3 separate regions of the Sus scrofa genome follow, and regions 1 and 3 are each linked to region 2. Evidence: chromatin contacts called from public HiChIP or PLAC-seq data. All regions are on one chromosome and are shown on one strand. Each heading gives the region's core, a stretch centred on a gene start, on an enhancer-like site or on the middle of the called end of the contact. The rest is flanking DNA. Distances are from core to core; before and after follow the strand shown. Region 1 holds the start of SARNP (SAP domain-containing ribonucleoprotein). Region 2 holds the start of MYL6 (myosin, light chain 6, alkali, smooth muscle and non-muscle). Region 3 holds the start of CD63 (CD63 antigen).

What was found. HiChIP or PLAC-seq counts read pairs in DNA pulled down with a chosen protein or histone mark.
Region 1: a contact with region 2 is called in an H3K27ac HiChIP or PLAC-seq map of alveolar macrophages. The contact joins the promoter of SARNP here to the promoter of MYL6 in region 2. A contact is called at or near these places in 1 of 47 Hi-C or Micro-C datasets (heart right ventricle) and 1 of 2 datasets of contacts at active chromatin or transcription factors (alveolar macrophages).
Region 3: a contact with region 2 is called in an H3K27ac HiChIP or PLAC-seq map of alveolar macrophages. The contact joins the promoter of CD63 here to the promoter of MYL6 in region 2. A contact is called at or near these places in 1 of 47 Hi-C or Micro-C datasets (heart right ventricle) and 1 of 2 datasets of contacts at active chromatin or transcription factors (alveolar macrophages).

The regions. Positions count from the first base shown.
Region 1 is chr5:21,260,541-21,264,036 of Sscrofa11.1, forward strand. It overlaps SARNP (SAP domain-containing ribonucleoprotein), which reads right to left and starts at 1,897. Exons shown (of 11, transcript XM_003126256.4): 1 at 1,277-1,897. The coding sequence starts at 1,312. It overlaps ORMDL2 (ORM1-like protein 2), which reads left to right and starts at 1,594. Exons shown (of 4, transcript XM_003126257.5): 1 at 1,594-1,729; 2 at 2,547-2,800; 3 at 2,968-3,119. The coding sequence starts at 2,627. LOC106510299 (a long non-coding RNA gene) reads right to left here and starts at 1,270. Exons shown (of 3, transcript XR_001308700.2): 1 at 696-1,270.
Region 2 is chr5:21,557,314-21,561,118 of Sscrofa11.1, forward strand. MYL6 (myosin, light chain 6, alkali, smooth muscle and non-muscle) reads left to right here and starts at 2,012. Exons shown (of 7, transcript NM_001163997.1): 1 at 2,012-2,045; 2 at 2,309-2,336; 3 at 3,199-3,342; 4 at 3,542-3,715. The coding sequence starts at 2,043. MYL6B (myosin light chain 6B) reads left to right here. Exons shown (of 8, transcript XM_003126266.3): 4 at 1-132; 5 at 522-695; 6 at 1,181-1,258; 7 at 1,408-1,445; 8 at 1,572-1,682. The coding sequence ends at 1,436.
Region 3 is chr5:21,174,181-21,177,981 of Sscrofa11.1, forward strand. It overlaps CD63 (CD63 antigen), which reads right to left and starts at 2,045. Exons shown (of 8, transcript XM_005663878.2): 1 at 1,493-2,045; 2 at 818-894. The coding sequence starts at 883. LOC106510300 (basic proline-rich protein-like) reads left to right here and starts at 882. Exons shown (of 2, transcript XM_013997622.1): 1 at 882-1,190; 2 at 1,259-1,669. The coding sequence starts at 882. The coding sequence ends at 1,669. It overlaps LOC102162669 (a long non-coding RNA gene), which reads left to right and starts at 1,713. Exons shown (of 2, transcript XR_303407.3): 1 at 1,713-1,831; 2 at 2,224-3,059.

The DNA of each region.
Region 1 (3,496 bases), core at 647-3,146, 300 kb before region 2:
AACTCTGTTTACTTGTCATCCTATTAGGAGACCACTGATACAATCTGCACATTTCAGTACTAAGTTAACTAACTCCAAGATGACACAAAAGCTCACTAGTACAGCTTAGAATCCAAGAGTAAGAAATCTATCAACTTTCACAGGAAGACAAACTGGTGTCAACTAATCAGTGACTAAAAGGACCTCTCTCCACCCTTACTTTCCTTACACTTTAAAAACAAAACAAAACAAAACTCATCAAGCTTTAAAGAATCGGTTTTCAGCTTGGGCTAAATCAGCCTGGTTTGCCAAAGGTTCCCCAGGATGTGACCAAAATATGTGATGGGGAAACTACTTGTGAAGCACAAATGGACAACTAATCAAGATATTCTCTATTAATTCACCTTAAAAGAAACTACTCTTTTCTTCCAGGAAAATAATAATCTAAATACGAAAAAGCTATCAAGATTCCCAAGACCCAACTTAAAACGGCTTCTGTGATTGAGTGTCACCCAGTGGTGACACCAAGAGATGCAGGGTCCACCTGCGATATGAATTGGGACAGAGGTAACCCTAGCCTTGGAAATATTTTCCCAAAATATTACAGCTCTGAGTAAGCCATCTTCCAGGTGGGATGTGGGGGTGGGAGGGAGGCTGGCAGACGGAGAACTGAGAGAACTCAAAACTTGTCAATCTGGAGTATCTGCCTTCACTACCTCTTTAGGTCTCCTAAAGTCCAGGGCTCTAAGGGGTTGGCCTATCTTCGGAGGCCTCTCCTCAGGTTTCAAAGTTCGCCCGGGGGCGTCCGACCACCTAAAACAAGGGGGTGGAAGCATTTTCTGGGTCAAGTTTGAGACCTAGCTAGAAACAGACCAAGTGCCATCATCTGCTACCGGGAATCTAAGCTTTGGACAACAGAAAAGCGCCAACCCAGGGAAGAAAAAGGGGTCTAGAGCCCGGCTCGGGGCCAAGAGGGGACCACTGACGTAATCCCGTCTGAAGAGAAACAAGAGAAGAGGTTGAAGGCACTTACACGACCCGGTGGGAGAAGTGTCGGACGACACAACGCTGGAGGAGGGAGCTGAAGTAACAAGTAAAGATACAGGAAAATCGTGAGGTGAAATGGGAAATCAGGGAAGGCGTAGTGGGAAAGGAGGAAGGCACAAAAGAACTACGGAGGGAGCCAGGAAAAGAAGTGAAAGAGCCTGAAAGGAGAATATTCAGGAAAAGGCGCAAGCCAGCCGGCAGAATTCGGCCTCCGGAAAAGTCCGACCCGGCCCTTCCCCCTTCCCGGTACCTTCAGCTTATGGAGCTCCACCGTCTCGGTCGCCATCTTGTTACCCCTCCACTCCGCCAGGCCCCCACCCGCTGCCTCCGCCTCCGGGCGCTCCCGCCTCGGCGCCGACAGCCAAGGCCAACCAATCGCTGTGGCTCTTACTCCCGCCTCCTACCATCAATTCTTCCCATTAGTCAAGAGCTGGCGTCGCCCTCACCCCTCCAAGCGGCTTTCTCCACCTCTCTCAAAAGGCGGAACGGGGAGTAGGGCGGGTTCGGCACTTTACGAAAGACGGAAATGGCGATCAATTGTGAGTCCGTATGGCAGACCGGCAGCCAATGGGTGGTAGCGGCGCTGACTCTGCTCCACCAATAGGGAGAGCGCAGATGGCCGGGGCGGCTGCTTCCTGGAGACCGCAGGTGTAGGAGGAAGAAGCAGAGCGCCCCGAGCCGGACGGGCTTCTGAATCTGGCAGGTAAGGGTTCTGAGAAATTAGAAATGGGTCCTAAGGAAAAATGGTGGGAGGCGGAGGAAGAAGGAGGCCGGGGGTGGGGGGTGAGGGGTGGGTGGCGGCGGCGAACTACAGACCGAGAGTGGAGTGCTGAAGACTACGCTGAGAGCCGAAGAAGAAAGCTGGGAGGAGCAAGGGGCGGGTTCAATACCAGAGTTTAGGGAATTATAGGTAGAGGGCGGAGAGAGCTGCTTGCTAACCAGGCGTCATCAACTTTACGGCTAGCACGATTTTAAAGGGCCAAGTTCAGACCATCAGGGCTCCCCCTGGAGTTGGGACCATCTCTCGAAACACTCAGCTCAGGTCTCTTCCAAATTCAGCGCCAAAGCCCTGGGCACATTCTTGCAGCACCCCACACTTGAAAGAAGGAATTGGGATGCCGCCTGCTTACATGCCAAAGACATGAGTGACAGGACGGGGCGAGCCCCAGAGGAAAAGATAGAGATTAGATTAGAAAAAGTAGCTTTACCCTCCCATCCCTCCTTAATGGTGGTTCCTTGGTTGTTTTCCATGATACTCTTTTACAATTTTGGGTGTACTGTAATGTCTTCATTGTTCCTTATTAACTTCTTAAGGAAAGTAATACCCGTCCCCAAGCCTGGGCTTACTCCAAGTTACATTTAAAGGGCTCAGAAGAAAGTTTACCATACTATGTCTCCAAGATGTAAAAAGGACTCTTCTTGCCTTGTAAATTTTTCCTCCCGAGTCTTCAGTTTTTCTTTGTGCATGATGGGGAAGTCCTTTCATCCCCAGTACAATCCAGGGGATTTTGGCTCTTTAGGAGACAACTTGGAGGAACAGACGCAGAGGGGTTGAGAGGAGATTAAGTTGGACTCCTACCTGATCCCCCACTGTGGTAGGATGAATGTGGGGGTGGCACACAGCGAAGTAAACCCCAACACTCGAGTGATGAATAGTCGGGGCATCTGGCTGGCCTACATCATCTTGGTAGGACTGCTGCATGTGGTTCTACTCAGCATCCCCTTCTTCAGCATTCCTGTTGTCTGGACCCTGACCAACGTCATCCATAATTTGGTAAGCACTAAACCATGCCCTTTTACCCACTCTACGCCTTTCCCACTCAAAAACAAAATCACCAGTTATTTGGGATTTCTGTCTTCCTTTGGGGAACTTAGCATACATACTTCTTGGGCTGAAGACTACTTTCTGCCCTCCTCACACTTACCCCTTCCTCCTACCAGGCTATGTATGTTTTCCTACATACGGTGAAAGGGACACCCTTTGAGACTCCCGACCAAGGAAAGGCTCGGCTACTTACACACTGGGAACAGATGGACTACGGGCTCCAATTTACCTCTTCCCGCAAATTCCTCAGCATCTCTCCTATTGTACTGTGAGTCCAGGGGGAGATATGGGAGATGGTTTAAGAGCCTGGTACAAAGGCCCACAGGGAAGCTTTAAAAAAAGCAGACTACACGGAGTTCCTGTCGTGGCATGGTGGAAACGAATCCGACTAGGAACCATGAGGTTGCAGGTTCGATCCCTGACTTTGCTCAGTGGGTCAAGGATCCGGCATTGCCGTGAGCTGTGGTGTAGGTCACAGATGCAGTTCGGATCCCATGTTGCTGTGGCTCTGGCGTAGGCCAGTGGCTACAGCTCCAATTAGACACCTAGCCTGGGAACCTCCATATGCCTCGGGTGCGACCCTAGAAAAGACAAAAAGACAAAAAAAAAAAAAAAAAAAAAAACAACCTAATTTATAAAAGTTGC
Region 2 (3,805 bases), core at 762-3,261:
CCTTCGAGCTGTTTGACCGAGTAGGGGATGGCAAGATCCTGTTCGGCCAGTGTGGGGACGTGATGAGGGCCCTGGGCCAGAACCCCACCAACGCCGAGGTGCTCAGAGTCCTGGGGTACCCCAAGAGTGATGGTGAGGGGACCCCTGGAACAATGAGGGTTTTCAGTTTAGTGGTGGAACCGAGGAATGTGGGTAAGGTGACAGAGGATGCTGAGGTGGGTCCCCGGACTTCTAAAGCTGTCAGACCCAGGGGCAGAAAATCATCCTGAATGTTGAACAAATAAAATCCTTAGTGGGGAGTTCCCTTGTGGCACAGCAGGTTAAGGATCCGGCATTGTCACCACAGCCCCCTGGGTCGCTGCTGTGGCACAGGTTTGATCCCTGGCCTGGGAATTTCCACATGCTATGGGTGTGGCCAAAAAAAAAAAAAAAAAAAGAAAGAAAAGAAATTCGTGGTGGGGATGAGAGCTAAGTCCTAGGTGACATCACAGTGACCTCACCTTCACCTCTCTGATCTGCAGAGCTGAAGACCCGACGTATAGACTTTGAGACTTTCCTGCCCATGCTCCAGGCAGTGGCCAAGATCCAGGGGCAAGGCACATACCAGGACTACCTGGAGGGGCTTCGCGTGTTTGACAAAGAGGGGAACGGCAAAGTCATGGGAGCAGAGCTCAGACATGTCCTCACTACCCTGGGTGAGGCAGGGACCAGAACTGTGGGGTGGAGAGGAGGGGGTGAACCAAGAAGAAGGTTAGCCAAGCAGGCAGAGCCAGGGAGGGATTACTGTCCTGGAGGTCATGGGCAGAAGACCGAGAAGGTCAGAGCCTGCTTCTGGGGTACAGATGCCTCCCAAAGGGCAGAGGAAAGGGGATGAGATGGGAGATCTGAGCTTCTATTTTGGAAGAGATGGTTGGCCTCTGTGATATGGTATGTGTCTCTTAATCCTCTGAAATTCAGTTTCCTTGTCTGTGGAGCTTTCACCAGGTGTAACTGAGGTGAAATGGAAAGCAAGATGCTGGGAGGCATTCAAGGCATGCGCATTACAAGGACAGGATTCTCTTGGGGGACTGTTGCTATGGGCAAGTCTCCAGGGTGGGAGAAGAGGTACCACCCAGAAGAATGAGGCCTGGGTTGATGAGGGAGGGAAGGCAGGGGCTAAAACGCTGTGTCTGGGGTTTAGGAGAGAGGATGACTGAAGAGGAGGTGGAGACAGTTCTGGCAGGACATGAGGACAGCAACGGCTGCATCAACTATGAAGGTGAGCGGCTAGGAGCTGAAGAGACAGGGGAAGAGGGGAAGCATGAGGCTCCTCGTATGTGGGGGCGCGTCCTGTGGCCCAAATTATCTAAAGTCAGATGGATTATCAAGACCATCTTCTGAAGCCCCTCTTGCCTCCTCTCTCTGCAGCCTTCCTGAAGCACATCCTGAGCGTCTGAGCTCTACAGGTAGGGCCCTCCCACTTCGCCTTGTGAGGCCAGCCTGCTTCCCTTCCCTCTACCAGAGACATACGTTTCCACGTCCTGCTGCGCGCTTGAGCTCCAGGATTTGGCAACGTTCATCTTTTTCCACAGGTGCAGTGGGGCTCGACAAGGAGTCCCCCTACCCCTCGCGGGCGAAAGCAAGTTCCTGCCGCTAGGAGGCCACCTATTGTTTCAAAATAAAGTGACGGTTCCTCCCCTAAACCTCCGACTCTTGCTTTCTTCAGAGGTGGGGGAGGGAAGGAAGGAAAGGGAGGGATCTCCTCTCCCAAATCCGACATCCCCCGATTTTCCTGCGGCTCGCAGGAGGAGATTCCTTGCGCCCCACCCCACCCTCCTCTGCGGTTTCTGTGCCCCGGGTAGGACTATTCTGAAAAATGAGCCGCAGCGGGCCCCGCCCACCTCCTTACTAATGTAGCAGCAGCATCTGCATAAGACCGGGCCAGGATCCCTATTGGCTGGGTCAACGGAGGGTGACGTCATTGGGACGTACTAAGACTAGGGTTGGGCCGAGAACCGGAGCCATTACTGCAGGAAAAGGTCCCGCAGAGCCAAGCAGTCAAGATGGTGGGGCCCGGGGCTGGGAGGATGAGCGGGATTGGGGGCGAGAGGCGGGAAGCCGGGGGTAGGGGGCGAAGAGAAGGCAGAAGGTAGGGGGCAAAGGGACTTGAGGGTTGGAGGTGGGGTTGGAGATGTTGAGAGCCTGCCCTGCTGGGAAGCGAGAGTGCCCAGGATGGAACAGGAGTTCGTGGTTCAGAGTTCTTGGGACGGGGCTGGAAGCTTGGGGGATTGGAGTTAAGATGCTGATCGCTCCCCTCTTCTCCGAGCAGTGTGACTTCACCGAGGACCAGACCGCAGGTAGGTAATCTCTGACCCCGCTGAGGTCATGCTTAGGGAGAGGGACATTCCTTCTAGCACCTACCCCCTACCTGTCATTTCTTCAGCACCCACAAGGGAGTACCTCGTGGATTCCCTTCTCCCTCCTTCTGGGCCTCCATTTTCTTTTCTCAATCTTTCTTCCTCCCTCCCTTTCTACTCTAGATCTGAGCCCCAAGCACCGGGTGAGTTCTGTAGGTGGTGTGAGCATGTGAAACAGCTTGGCCACCAATGTCTGCCGTGTGTGGGGCTCGGGAGTGATGTATTAAGCTGCTTGTGCTCCTCTGTTCCTTAATCACCTCCTTCTGCCTCTTCTCTCCTCCTGTGCTAACTTTCCCCCTCCCCCAGCTTGGAATTGTGAAGGTTGTAAGAAGCAGTGACCTGTTGTTTTGCTGGTACAGGGGAGTTTGTTGAGGACGCTTCTTTGCAGCTATACTCTCTGAAAGATTTCTTTCTGTACTGAAGGGGTGAGAGTGGCAGGCTGGGATGACCCCAGTCCCAGGCTGCTGCTCCCACTTCCTTATAAGGACAAGGCCCAGACTGGGCGGTGGCAAATTCCTGCCCTGAGTACTGTAGTGAGGAGGCTGGGCAGGCTTGCTGTAGGCAGAGGGGGTATGGAAATGGCAGTTACCACTCTGCCAGGGCTTGAGGAGAGCTGTCTTTATGTGGGACACCTGAGTTGGGAAGAAGGGACACTAGATCCCTCTTAGAGGGCTTGGGTGTACAGTGGTATAAATATCTGGTTTCCTCAGCGTGATTAAAGTTGAATGGGCAACGGGGACTGTGAGGGAGGGTTTGGGTTCATCTGTGCCTGCCAGGTGCTGATGTTTATCCGAATCCTCAGAGTTCAAGGAGGCCTTCCAGCTGTTTGACCGAACAGGGGATGGCAAGATCCTGTACAGCCAGTGTGGGGACGTGATGAGGGCCCTGGGCCAGAACCCCACCAACGCCGAGGTGCTCAAGGTCCTGGGGAACCCCAAGAGTGATGGTAAGAGTCCTCAGAACAACCTGCTCAGCATGGTGGCAGGCCCGCAGTCTCCGGCTAATAGCTTCCTTTTATCTTCCTAGGCCCTGAACTCAAGCAGGTCTTGTCTAGCAAATCCCACAGATTTCTCCTGCCTTGAGTGGGAGCCCCGTAACCTCCAGTAAGAACACACGTGACTTTGCTCTCACCCCCTTTGTGGCAGAGATGAACGTGAAGGTGCTGGACTTCGAGCACTTCCTGCCCATGCTGCAGACTGTGGCCAAGAACAAGGACCAGGGCACCTACGAGGACTATGTCGAAGGCCTGCGGGTGTTCGACAAGGAGGGCAACGGCACCGTCATGGGTGCGGAGATCCGGCATGTTCTTGTCACACTGGGTAAGGCTCCGCCCTTGCTCCTTGAGCTGAGGTGCCACCTGATACACCTCACCTGTCACCCAGTTCCAGAACACTCACTCTTCCCCTCTG
Region 3 (3,801 bases), core at 795-3,294, 380 kb before region 2:
CAGGGAGGGCTGGGAAACTGTTCAAGGCTCTCAGAGAAGGCAGTCAGAAGGAACCACACCTTCCACAACCCGCTCCTCACCAAGGCAAAAAGAGAAGTTCCCAGAAAGCCTTGACCCCAGGGCACAAATTCCCAACAAAGAGAAGTGCTTCCTGTGAGCCTCTTCCTATGGGCCTCCAGGGCTCCCAGAACTGCCCTCTCACTGTCCTCCAGTGCCCACCACATCCTCACCAGCTGTGACTAGGGTTCCTGGGGCCCACTAGGGTTCCTCAGGACTCGGGTTCCTCAGGCCCACTAGGCCAGGGAGGAGAAGGGAGGAGGAAGCGGGGTAAGGGTGACCTGCCCCTCCCTGGACAAACAATCCTCTCTCAAGCCGGGGGCCCAGGGCAGGAGCCATCTAGGTGGACAGAGCCCTCTCCAACCCCCAAGCAGGAAGGAGGGGGTATGAGGGAATGGAGAGGAAGGGGGGGTGGAGGGTGCGGAGGGGCACCCCGTGGTGATAGCATCAAGCCGTTGGCGGGTTGCCCCACTGCCCCATATCACAAGAGGTTGGGTCACCAGACAGGAAAGGCAAGGAGGGATTACGGGGAGGGTGCTAGGCACCCAGGCCGGCCATTCTCGATCCCAAACAGTCTCAAAGATCCCTGCTTTGAGCTGGAGGAGGCGATGGCCGCGCTGCCCTCGGCCGTTAGCCGGGAGTTCCTTCCACATCTGCTCTCCAGCTGCCTTCCTTCTTGACCCCTCAGCCGTCAGCACTCCCGAGCCAGTTCTCCCCGCACCCTGCCAGCGCGCCCCCATCGTCCCCGCTCCCCACTCACGCAAAAGGCCAGCAGAAGAACGTAGAGCAAGAACTTGACACATCTCATTCCTCCTTCCACCGCCATGGCTGCCTGGCCTGGGGCACAGGGGAGGGCAGGGGGATTAGAACCGGTCGAAGGGGTATCCGGGCTTCGGAGCGCCCTGCCGGCCCTCGAGACCTCCCCTGCGCGGCCCCCATTCCCGGCCCCTCCCACCCGGAAACCCGCGGTCAGATCCACGTCTCCCAGCCCCCTCTTCTCCCTGCAGGAGAGGGGTGGGGGCGCCCGTCGCCCAGCCCGGACCCCGCCCCGCCGCGTCCCTGGCCCCGGACTGATCCAAGGGCGCCCGCTGGGGCCAGGGCTGGACGCCCACCCTGGGCCCGCCAGCCCCCAGGTGTTAAACACCCCCTCCCCACCCAACCAGCCCCCCAAAATTGTCCTCAGCTCTAGCCCGATCCCCAGGCCACTTTCCCCTGGGCTCTGACCACCGCCAAAAATAAGTGCGTCCCGCGCTCCGCATCCCACCCCTCCCGGGCCTCCGGAACTTTCCAAAGTTGCAAAGTTGCGAGGGCCTCGGGAGCAGCGGGGGAGCGAAGCCGATCTTCAGAGGCCCGGAGCGAGGCCCTGAGCGGGGAGCGGCTGGCGATTCCCCCCAACACCCCGACGCCAGAGCCGGAGCGGGCTCCGCGGCCTCACCTGGGCTCCCCGAGGCTGTGCGCTGCACTCCCGCCGCGGCTCAGGGGCTCTCTAGCTGCGCCCCCCGGCTCCGGCCCCGCCCGGCGCGCGGCCCCGCCCCGGCTCCATCCGCAGCCCCCTCCCCCGCCGAGTAGCCGCCAGCCTCCCTCATGTGACGCGAGAACAGCTGCGGCCTGAGTCACCCGGCCTGCAGGAGGAAGGCCGAGACCCCGGCCGGGTCAAGGCCACGTGGCCCCTGCCTGGAAGACGGCGCCCACCCCCCGCAAAGGGAGGGCACCAAGGGCAAGACCCCGGGGTGCCTGGGTTCTCCTGGCTTCCCCAGCCCCGTGCCAACTCGGGGTAGGAGAGGGGGACCAGGCGCCGCCTGCTTTTCTTTGGCTCAGGCAAACGGGGGAGACGTGTGAGAGCTAAAGGAGGGATGAGCGGCCCAGAGGAACCCTCTGTGCACCCAGCCCGGGCGGCGGAGCTGAGGCGAGGGGACAAGATGGTCTTCAAGAGGCCTCCTCATCCTCCACCCAGAGCCCACTCCCTTCCTCTCGCTCCAACTCTGTTCCAGCCCCTCACCCCTTCCCCGAGTCAGTAGAGGGCGCTGTTGGGTCCCTGGGATAGGGTGGGTCGCGAATAAACACTTTTAGAAAGTCCCTGGCTTCACATCCTGGGGGTCCCCCACCATTCTAGAAGGGGTGTTCCTTCTCTCCGCTCCCATTGTTAGTCCATTCTCCATTTTGTAGGATTCCGGAGGAGTGAGCGGAGAAATAGAGGAAGCCTTTCCCAGGACATCCCACCCCGTCAGTCATGATGCGTCATGAATGAGGTCCCTCCCTCCACTCCCGGATCAGCCTGTTACCCGGGAGGCGTGCCGAGGACACTTAGGCGAGCACAGCACGTATTCCCTGCATTTTCCTCGCCCGTCCTGGACAGCCCAGGGGCAAAGCCTGGAGAGGACTGGAAGGTGAGGGGGGGGTGGGCTCCAGAAGAAACTGTGTGAACGGGGCAAGGACGGAACCAGCCACCACACCGCTGCCCGCCCAGCCTGAACCCACCCCTTGCGTTTTTCTGGTCCTGCCTGAAGAACCATTTCCTGAGCTGTGGTGTGTGTACACAAAGAAGGAAGGAAACTTTAAGAGCAAAAGGAAGGCGCACTGGGCTGGGCTGGGCTGAGAACCAGTTTCCAGGATCACTATCTTCAAGCGAAACACACCAAGCCCCTTCTGGACATTGCTCCCCAGTTATCACCTGCAGGCAGGCTGGGGAGGAGGAGCCAAGACTCCGAAGAAAGGAGTATTCCTCTGTTTCTGCCAGGCATGTGCTGGGCACAGGGCCAGCGAGGTGAGGAAGTTGATGGCCCTGTCCTCTGCCAGCAGGCAGAACCAAGCCCACACTGTGAATAGACGCAGAAACCCCTGGTGGCAGCTGGACTAGCTCAGAGGGAGGGGCAGGAGGTGCCGATGCCCCAGAGGGAAAAAGAAAAAGATTTCACAGAGGTGGGTGGTGCTCTCCCAGGGGAGCTTGGCGAATAAAAGGGCAAGCATCAGTTCCAGTGCCAAGGAAAGGGCCAGGTGTAAAAGAGGAGTCGTTTTGTTTATTTATTTATTTATTTTTAATTTTTGTCTTTTCAGGCATACGGAAGGTCCCAGGCTAGGGGTTGAGTCAGAGACAACCACAGCAACGCCAGATCCGAGCGGTGTCTGCAACCTACACCACAGCTCACGGCAAGGCCAGATCCTTCACCCACTGAGCCGAGCGAGGACTGGGATTGAACCGCATCCTCATAACTAGTTGGGTTCATTACTGCTGGACCACAATGGGAACTTCCAAAAAAGGAGTAGTTTTAAAAGTCCATGGCAGGGAGTTCCCACTGTGGCTCAGTGGGTTAACAAACCCAACTAGTAACCATGAGAATGTGGGTTTGATCCCTGGCATTGCTCGGTGGGTTAAGGAGCCGGCGTGGCCTTGAGTTGTGCGAATGTAGCCCTAAAAAGCAAAAACACAAACTCTTTTTTAATTTAAAAATAAAGTCCATGGCAGATTGGGATTGGCCAGCTGCCTCACAGGGCTGGGGAAGGATGTGGTGACAGATGGACGGGAGGGAAGCTGGTCTGAAGTCAAATTGAGAAACTTTAGGAGTTAGCATCGTCGTGGCACAGCGGAAATGAATCTGACTAGGAAACATAATGTTGAAGTTTCAATCCCTGGCCTCGCTCAGTGGGTTAAGGATCTGACGTTGCAGTGAGCTGTGGTGTAGGTTGCTTACGAGGCTCAGATCTGCTGTGGCTGTGGCGTAGGCCGGTGACCCCTAGCCCGGGAAC